Linked DNA regions of Mus musculus: regions 1 and 2 are each linked to region 3. A link is a contact called in public promoter capture Hi-C data. All regions are on one chromosome and are shown on one strand. Each heading gives the region's core, a stretch centred on a gene start, on an enhancer-like site or on the middle of the called end of the contact. The rest is flanking DNA. Distances are from core to core; before and after follow the strand shown. Region 1 holds the start of Ms4a19 (membrane-spanning 4-domains, subfamily A, member 19). Region 2 holds the start of Ms4a13 (membrane-spanning 4-domains, subfamily A, member 13). Region 3 holds the start of Olfr1419 (olfactory receptor 1419).

Region 1 (3,215 bases), core at 345-2,844, 710 kb before region 3:
TAAGTACTAAGTGATAACTGCTCCGATCACATCAATTCCTTGAGCACCTGCTCATATGCCCACATTGCTGCATCAGGAAATTTAGACCCTTGGTAGATTTGATCTACCCTGGTACCCACCCATCAGTGTTGTCTAAGTTTAAGTCTGTTTGGGGGTGGGGTGTGTGTGCCTGACTAGAAGGATCTGTGTCACATGCTTATGTTAGATGCAGAGGAGGCTGGAAAATAGAAATAGTATTCTAGAGTATAGGCAGGTTTCTTAAGTTAGTGAACAAGATAACCAGAGGGGATGTTCAGTAGGCAAGACAAGGATAACTCGTCATTTCTAGCATGGGCAGGGAGGGTGATGGTTCCTAGTTTGTATGAATCATAACTCCCCCCTCAGCCTCTATATTTAATGCTCATGAAAACTCTTCTTTATTCTAGCTGGTCTGAACAAAGGTGGATATCGAAACCATTTGGTGAGGCTGCAGAAGATGTAAAAGCAAGAAGCCAGGACATTATTAGATTCTATCTGTTCTAATGTACAGAACCGTAGAGCATGAAACTTTGCATGTGTGGGAAGAAGGGCACCCGGAGAAAATCAGAGACAGACGAAAAAACAGAACTTATCATCTTCTGACCACTTTCAACTTCTTAGTTCCATTTTCTTGGAAGCCTGGCTGCCTATACATCATGTAAACACTTATATATTATATTATATACATTAATTTTACTAAAACAAATAAGAGATAATTTATGTTTTTTCAGTCCAAGGTTAATACATTTGCTTTGAGTGGCTTTCTAGTTAGATTTGGCTTTGATAATCTCTACCTCCATTCCCAAGAAACAGCTCCCCAACCCCACCCAGCCTCTAAAGTCTCACTAATCTTTTCTGGTTCCCTTCAATCACTATATGTAGTTGTATGGGAATGTCAGGGCCAAGAAGCAGGAGTGGGTGGGTAGGGAAGCAGGGCGTGGGGGGAGGGTATAGGAAACTTTCGGGATAGCATTTGAAATGTATATAAAGAAAATATCTAATAAATAAAAAAAGAAAAAAATTCAAGGCATTGTCTTTAGATCTTTCAAAACAAACTTTTCCTTTTCCTCATATAAGTCACGGACTTTGAAGGTTTCAGTTGCCACGATAATGGCCCATTGATATTTGACAAGGAGAAAATACACTAAGGCACAGAGGAAAGCATTTTAGAAGATTCTTGAATTAAAAATTGCCCATTATGACAATTAAAAACTTACCCGTTATGCGATGACTTACAAAAAAATGTAATAAACTTCAAAGGCTCTTCTAAGTGACAAGAATCACCTGGAGGGTTGTACTGGGGAGAAAAAAGAAGCCAGGATACAATTGAAGCTCTCCAGGAAGCAGTGTCCAATGCCTGTCCTTAATGTGGTCTGTTCAAGGGTCATGGATCCATACTCTGTCACAACCCCAAGGTTAGAATAGGATAATCCTGAAAGGGTTGCTTTTAGGTCCAGATCTTTCTGCCCTGGCTTTCCTGCAGGCAGGCATCTGCCACCTTCATGTGCCCCTCATTACCTCTTGCGGATCCAGCGCAGCTGCGGTTGTGTCTCAGAGCAACCGTGGTGAAGGGTGCCACGTGAGGAGGGCCACGCAGAAGTTAGTTCCACTGGCCCTTGAAGGTTCCATCCAGCCTTCATGCCCGCGAGAGGTAGATGCGGTTAGGGTTTGGGGCCAGCAGGAGGAGCTCTAGTGCGGACATCCTTTACTGACCAGTGTTGGGCATACTCTAGCTATTAATCTGCAGTCCTTGAGCCCAGCTATGGCTGATTCCCTGCTCCATAGACTTCCCCACCAAGCAAATACTACCAACTGTTTTCCAGTAGAAGAAGCAAGTCTTTCTATTGTGAGTCTCCTCAAAAATCAAAGTTCTAAACTCTAGAAGGAAGGATGTTGTTGGAACCCTGGATCTGGTGGTGTTTGGGCAAGATGTATCTTCTGTTCCTCTCTCTGCAAAATCGAGGTCACACTTGCTCTGTGGACTTTCCATTTTCAGAAATTAGATTGCACAAGTCCGTCATCCACTCTGGGACAAGAAACTCTAAACATAGTGGGCAGTATGCCAAAAGAAGAGATGGAGGCTGGAGGTGGACTTGAGAAGGGACCCAGAGGAAGATGAGAGGAGTTGTGGGGGTGAAAGACAATTAAAATTCATTATATAAATGCATGGAACTGTCAAACAACCAATCAACAAATAAATTAACCCCGACAAAAGGCTACTGCTCTATGTAATCTAGTCCTAAATGGTAGGTATTAAAGAACCCAAATTTGACAGTCATGTCTATGAGGCTGAGAGTCATTTATGATATGACTAAACAGGTAAACACTAAACCCAGTAAAGTGTAAGGGTGCTATATCGGGCACCTGGAAGAAGTGAATAAATTAACAGAAGGTCATTTGGTCTAACTTACTCAGATTACATTGAGTCTCAAAAGCAATGGTGACTTGGTTAGCTGCTAACTAAAGGAGTGTTCCTCACAGGCAATTTGTTGAGGCTTCCAGTACCAGGTATTCCATGTATTATGTAATTTATTGAACATATAATTCTCTAGGAATTAGAATGCTCCAATATTTATATATCCTGTTGAGGATAAATATGAATGACATTGTTTATGTATTAGTAGTAAGGAATGGAAAAAATATAGAATATCCTTTACCTTAGAGTTTACCTTGTGGGAAAGGTGGGGTGAGAGATGATCCATTTTAGTATTAGGTGGTCAGACAATAAAAATCGAATGCAGCTTAGGTGGTAAGGAGCAGACAGAAAGGTAAGGATGCCCTTGCAGAGCCCTGAGCTCTAGGAAAAAATGGAAAACGATGCCTAAATCTCTCAAGGGTTATGCATTTGGTTGCTGGCTTTTTGCAATGTGAAGGTGAGTGCTATCACTGAAAAGAAGTGGCCTCAGAGGACAGATGGAAGTCAGACTCGACCTAGAGTAGAGTCAAAGGGAAAACACGAGGTAATTGTGTGGAGATAATATGTACTTACCTCTGGAGCTCTGGCTTTAAGAAAGGAAAGGTAGTTGTGTGCAGAGGGAGTCCTACGGGGGAGTTGTTTTAAGATGACACTTAACACTGTGAGCCAATGCTGGTGGCTGGCCGGGAAGGGATGAGAAGCCAAAGCCATCTAAGACATCAATGACACAGTGAGACGTGGACTGTGATCTCTAGAAGCAGCCTTCTGTCATGCACAGACC
Region 2 (2,931 bases), core at 371-2,870, 670 kb before region 3:
TTTTGCTAAAACCCCTTTTCTTCCCAACAGGTCCCTCCATTACTTTCCTGCCTGTTTTATGTGTCTGACCTACTGAGTTAAGTAGGGTTGCCCTCATGAACATGGGTGGGAGGTTTTATCCTGGATCCTGGGTTATACCACTGAAGAAAGTGACACCTCTCTCCTCAGCCACTATTAACTGTTAATAGTCCCTCAGGGTAGGGGTGAAGCCTCCAGAGCCCTTCCTCCCTCTAATGAAAAAGTTGATGACTCTAGTGTTGGGTAGGTGACCACATCTGTAGTGAGTTCATGAGTGCATCACCCATGTTACATTCAGAGGACAATGTTGCACAGCCCTTTCTACCACTTCTGACTTTAAATCTTCCTACCCTCTCTTCTATAACGTTCATGGAGCCTTGGTGTGTGTGTGTGTGTGTGTGTGTGTGTGTGTGTGTGTGCGCGCGTCCCAGAAAAATGATTTAAAACATCTAAAACGTTTTTACTTTAAAATAATTGTGTATCTGCATGTGTGTTTGGATGCCTATGAAAAAGGGTGTCAGGTCCCCTGAAGTTTAAGTTGGCACCGAGCTGCCTGATAAGAGTGTTAGCAATTAAACTCTGGTTCTCTGCAAAAACAGCAAGATTCATGACCACTGAACCAGCTCACCAACCTCAAAAAAGATTTTTTAAAATAAAATGAAGAGAATGACATCTTCAGAGGACACACCAATTTCTTCATGAACTGCTTCCTGCCCACCTTCCCCTCTCACTTGGTCACTCGGACTTCATAGCTTAACAACCCTGGTAGTAACCCTTTCCCCAAAGCCTGCTTGTGCTACAAGGTAGCTAGATACACAGATGTTTGTCTTAACATTTTGCCCGTAATTCCTGCCACATTGTGTTGCAAATTTTTTTCAAGACTAACTTCAAATCACTTTGTTGTCCCCAGAAATTATAAAGTTCATTTCCATGTGTTCGTGGTCATTCCTGCTTAATTCCCTGGCCATATGCATTCAGTTACTCCCCTCTTTCTTCCCCCTTTTCTGATAAATATTTTAAGTGAATACTTTACTTAAGGTGACTAGTGGCGAACCTTGATGTTACAGTCATGAGAAGTATTTTACTTTTCACCTCACATCATGATACACCCATATACCGGCAGTCAGTACTAGATGAAATCTAGAAGGAGTGGGTGGGAATAAGTAGCTGCTGGCAGCTACTTGTGAGGTCAAGGCAGGACGATTGCTCAGCCCAGGAATTCTAGAGCAATCTTGTCAACACAGTGAGACCCCACATTTCAAAAAGTAAATAAAAGTATTTTTTAGAAGGTCAAACGAGAGGGTATAAAAGATGGAGAATGGAGATGTGCCCACCTCTCTTTCCTCAACCCCCTTTCTCCAGACCGTGTCCATTTTGATGCTTAGCAAAAGTAAAGAGGCACACTGTTACCTCACATTTCAGTTGTCCCAAGACCCAAGGATCCAGTTTCACCCTATCAGGCCTAGGCACAGGCTGAAGAGAAGGATCACCGTGGATGGTGCTCTCAGCGCTAGATCTGGCTGCATAGCCATCAGAGGCAGCAGCGCGCAGTCTAGCTCCCAGGTGGTTGTCAAGCTCCTCAAGCCGCCGGGTTGTCAAGGGCAACAGCCCTCTCTTAGGGCAGAGGGATGAGAACCAGTGCGCAGACTCACTGGGGCCTGCGGGCCACGCCCTGGTCCCTCACTTCGATCCTCTTCTGGAGTTTCTAGTAATGGCTTCCCTGGACATGGCTGGAACACTGCCTCTTCAGGGATGCTTCTCCTAAGATAGAATGGCCGCAGAGACCTGATCGTTTACCACACATTTCAGAAGGTTTCAAGTTGTAAAAAGGCAAGTAAATGAGTTAATAGTTTACTCTTCTTCCACCCTCCTCCAAATATAAATGGCTAAAGAAATTAATGAAGAGACTCTTTAGGAAATGATTAAAATGACTGCTTTGACCCACCCGCTGGGGACATTTTACTATGCAGGCTCTCTGCACCGTATTGGTTTTGGATTTGATATGAGGCAGTAGTTCAACGTTTGTGAAGAGAAACATAAAGATGCATAGATAGCTATGAAAAGATAAAGAATACTCTACTACTGGAGAGCAAATGGGGAGACAGAAAGGAAAACCTGTTTTCTCTAGGGAGCACAGGCCACCTGCCGAGCACCGAAGACTTCCTGAGGGCTTAAAGACCCTTGGACAGTAGATGCTCCTTTAACCAGAGCATGCTGTGAGCTTTCATTTATTCCTGGAAGACTTAAAATTCTGGCTTACATTGCAAATATTTCGTGGATGATAATCCTTTTATGAAGGATAATCTTTTTATAATATATATTCATATAGTATTATATTATTTATATTTCATTATATGTTACATAGTATACATAAAATAGATATGTATACATAAATATATTTAAATATATTTATATGTAGCCGGGCAGTGGTGGCTCACAGCTTTAATCCCAGCACTTGGGAGGCAGAGGCAGACAGATTTCTGAGCTCGAGGCAAGCCTGGTCTACAAAGTGAGTTCCAGGACAGCCAGGACTACACAGAGAAACCCTGTCTCAAAAACAAACAAACAAACAAACAAAGAAACAAACAAAATATTATCCTTTGTCGGGCGTGGTGGCTCACGCCTTTAATCCCAGCATTCGGGAGGCAGAGGCAGGCGAATTTCTGAGCTCGAGGCCATCCTGGTCTACAAAGTGAGTTCCAGGATAGCCAGGGCTACACAGAGAAACCCTGTCTCACCCCCCCAAATATATATATATATAAATTATAAAAATTATATGAATCATATAAAATATAAATATATATTTAATTATAATGTATGTTGATAATAGTATTATGATATATTCTATATTATTTATAATATATAAATATATAAGTATATAATATTTATATAGCACTTTTAAAATTAATACAC
Region 3 (3,181 bases), core at 660-3,159:
AATAAAGTAAATAAACAAAGGAAAGATGAGAACTCAACTTTGTTTGTTGGACCCTAAAACTGAGCCCTTACTATATCCTTTGCAATGTGCAAGAAAAAATGCAAAGAATAAATCATTTCTTCTGTCTCAAAGGAACCCTAAGAACTTTATTGCAGGGTTAATACCATGACATATTAAACTCAATTTTATAAAAAGAAAAATGATTTAGTTTTCAAAAATTATCACTATCAGATAGTGCCATTCAGCAAGATTGTGTTAAGGAAGTGAGGTTTCAGGAGACATTTAATGCCAACAAAAAAAGTCAAAGAAACATTGCTATATGTAGATGGACTGGGGTCTACAAGCCTTTAAAGTGTAACAGAATGATAGTTATCTATCACCTGTTGTCAACATTCTTTTTTTCTTTAAGATTTATTTATTATATGTAAGTACACTGTAGCTGTCTTCAGACACCCCAGAAGAGGGCATCAGATCTCATTACTGATAGTTGTGAGCCACCATGTGGTTGCTGGGATTTGAACTCAGGACTTTTAGAAGAGCAGTCAGTGCTCTTAACTGCTGAGCGGTCTCTTCAGCCCTGCTGTCAACAATCTTATTCATTTGTTTCCTCTTTTCCTCTGAGTTTCCTCTGCCAGCCTTTATCCTAAGTCCTGTGGTAGAAAAGAAGGCCGATTAAGGCAGCATGGGTCGATCCAGGACTCAGTCACTGAAAATCTAATAGAAGTAGAGGGTGACAATTAACACTTCCTAGACCCAGGTAGTCATGAGTGCAAGTACTGCTCCAGTCTCATGGCCTATTGATTTTGAGTTTCTTTTCCATCATACTGTGTTCTCCCTTGTTCAGTGAATAATTTCCCCCAGGAAGGAATCTTTCTGGCTTTCTGAACCAGAACATTCTTGTCAAAAGTCTTTTTACTGCATCAGTCACCTCTTGGTTCCTTAAACTATAGATTAAGGGATTCAGCAATGGGGAGAAGAAGGTATAGACAACAGATACTGCCCGGCCTTCTTCCGGGGAGTAGCTGGAGCTAGGGCGAAGGTAGATGAGGGTGCAACATCCATACTGCAGGACAACCACGAGGAGGTGTGAAGAGCAGGTGGAGAAAGCCCGGCGTTTCCCCTCTGCTGACGTCATCCTCAGGATGGTAGCCACAATGCAACCATAGGAGAGACAGATAAGGAGAAAAGGAATGGCTACTGCAGCCACGCTGATGGCAAAGAGAGCTGCCTGGTGTATATGGGTATCTGTACAGGCCAGGCGCATGACTGCAGGCATGTCGCAGAAGAAGTGGTAGATTTCATTGTGGCCACAGAATGGGAGGTGGCAGATCAGAATGGTCAAAGGCAGTGACAAAAGGAAACCCAGCCCCAGAGAACCTAAAGCCATCTGCCCACAGAGCTGCCAACTCATAATGAGGCTGTAATGCAATGGATGACAGATGGCCACATACCTGTCATAGGCCATGATGGCCAGCAGGACACAGTCAGATCCTCCAAGGAGGATGAAGAAGAACATCTGGGCCCCACAGCTGGGCAGAGAGATAAGCATCTTCCCCATGGAGAGAATGCTAGCTAGAGTCAGTGGAGCAATGTTGGTGGAATAGCCAAGCTCTAATGTGGCCAACACAAAAAGGAAGAAGTACATCGGGGTATGGAGGGAGTGATCCTGCCAGACTGTGAGCCCAATGGTGAGGTTTCCAATGAGACTTCCTAGATACAGCAGCAAGAAGCCCACAAACACTAGGGAAGCCACTGTAGAGTTGGTTGAAAAGGGGCGGAAGTGGAAATATACCACTCCTGTCTGATTTTCCTCCTCCATCAGACCTAGTACAAGGAAAAGAGTCAAGGGTAAAGTTACTTTCCCATGTCACTAAGCTATATTAAATCACAGTCTGCAGTTAACCAAGTGCTTATTCTCTGAGCTTCCTTTGAATTTCAACCCCAGCTAGCTCTGTGACTTTGGAGAAATATGGGCTCCAGCATTTTCACTGTAAAATTCAGAAATGTATGACACCCACCTCAGAGTGTTGGTGAAAATTGAGCAAGACTCTATGACTACAAGCACAGAGACCAATGCCAGGCATGCATGAGGGTCTCGATATATGCTACCTTGTGTTGTCCATGTCGTTCCTGATCATCATCCCTCTTCTTTTGGAGCAAAACTTTCTCACCGGCCTCATGCCCTTTTGTTTCTATGACTACACATTCATAGAACAGCTCACAAGTACAGATCTCTAAGGATGTATGTGATCCCCACACCAAGCGCAGACGGCAAGCTACACAAGTCTGCCTTTTACCCATTCTGCAAGTGTGGGTATTCAGAGCCCAGATCACTAAAATAGGATGCATTTTTACCTATCTAATCCTTTAAAACTTGGAATTCTGGTATTTTTTCTTAAATATTCAACAATTCAATTTCACAGTTGCATTGTGTCAAATAGCAACCTTACAGCTGATCCATCTTCTTCCACATCTCCTTTTATCCTTGTTCCAATGGCATCTACCTTATAAAGGATTTCCAACCTCCTTTTACAGGGCTCACCCCCCTACCTACCTCAATATTATAGGCCCAGTGTAGTCTTTTTTAAATGCTTTCTAAGCTGTGTTGATCAATTCTGAGAGTCTTAAAAGATAGCTTCTTATTCTTGCATTATCAATACAATTATTAAATCCTGAGTCACAAAACAATTTTATAAGTGAAAATGGAGTTCTTTGCTGAGGTGCAACTTCAGGAAATAACATTTAAAAATCTCTACTGCCCTGGTCACCGGCTCTGCCTCTGCTGACACTTCCATGTTTCTGAACTTAAGTAAGCTGCAATATGGACTCACACATGCCTGCACACACATTTCCGTGTGATTGTGGTTAGCCTTTCAGTTGAATGAAACTGACTAAATTAGCGACTGAATGGTCTTTCCCTTGATGTTTGCAGAGGATACTCAGAAAGCTAAGAACACTATTCTTCTAAAAGTGAAGGATGAGATCAAAGAACAAGTTCAACTATTGGTTTATGCTAGTTTGATAACCAATGTAGCCTAAGCTTCAATATGGCGTTTGGCTTTTCTTTGTTTTTATGGTGATCACGCTGCTGGAGGAGAAATCATTTCACTTGGGAGTGTGACCACCAGTAGACTAGGTTGCTTATGCTCATGTAGCCAATGCTAACAGAAAAGAGGGCATA

Evidence for each region. Promoter capture Hi-C pulls out the DNA fragments that hold promoters and counts their contacts.
Region 1: a promoter capture Hi-C map of embryonic stem cells shows a contact between it and region 3, with 5 times the contacts expected there. The contact joins the promoter of Ms4a19 here to the promoter of Olfr1419 in region 3. A contact is called at or near these places in 11 of 39 promoter capture datasets (the HPC-7 cell line, cranial neural crest, embryonic stem cells and 5 more) and 1 of 9 other capture datasets (adipose tissue).
Region 2: a contact with region 3 is called in a promoter capture Hi-C map of stem cell-derived epiblast-like cells, with 7 times the contacts expected there. The contact joins the promoter of Ms4a13 here to the promoter of Olfr1419 in region 3. A contact is called at or near these places in 6 of 39 promoter capture datasets (cranial neural crest, embryonic stem cells, hippocampal neurons and 3 more), 2 of 484 Hi-C or Micro-C datasets (both in embryonic stem cells) and 3 of 9 other capture datasets (embryonic stem cells, liver and macrophages).

What each region holds. Positions count from the first base shown.
Region 1 is chr19:11,163,736-11,166,950 of GRCm38.p6, forward strand. It overlaps Ms4a19 (membrane-spanning 4-domains, subfamily A, member 19), which reads right to left and starts at 1,595. Exons shown (of 8, transcript NM_001370777.1): 1 at 1,537-1,595; 2 at 1,255-1,315.
Region 2 is chr19:11,195,117-11,198,047 of GRCm38.p6, forward strand. It overlaps Ms4a13 (membrane-spanning 4-domains, subfamily A, member 13), which reads right to left and starts at 1,621. Exons shown (of 7, transcript NM_001347435.1): 1 at 1,429-1,621. It overlaps 4930526L06Rik (RIKEN cDNA 4930526L06 gene), which reads left to right and starts at 1,701. Exons shown (of 3, transcript NR_045317.1): 1 at 1,701-1,848.
Region 3 is chr19:11,869,396-11,872,576 of GRCm38.p6, forward strand. Olfr1419 (olfactory receptor 1419) reads right to left here and starts at 1,910. Exons shown (of 1, transcript NM_001011775.2): 1 at 751-1,910. The coding sequence starts at 1,819. The coding sequence ends at 788.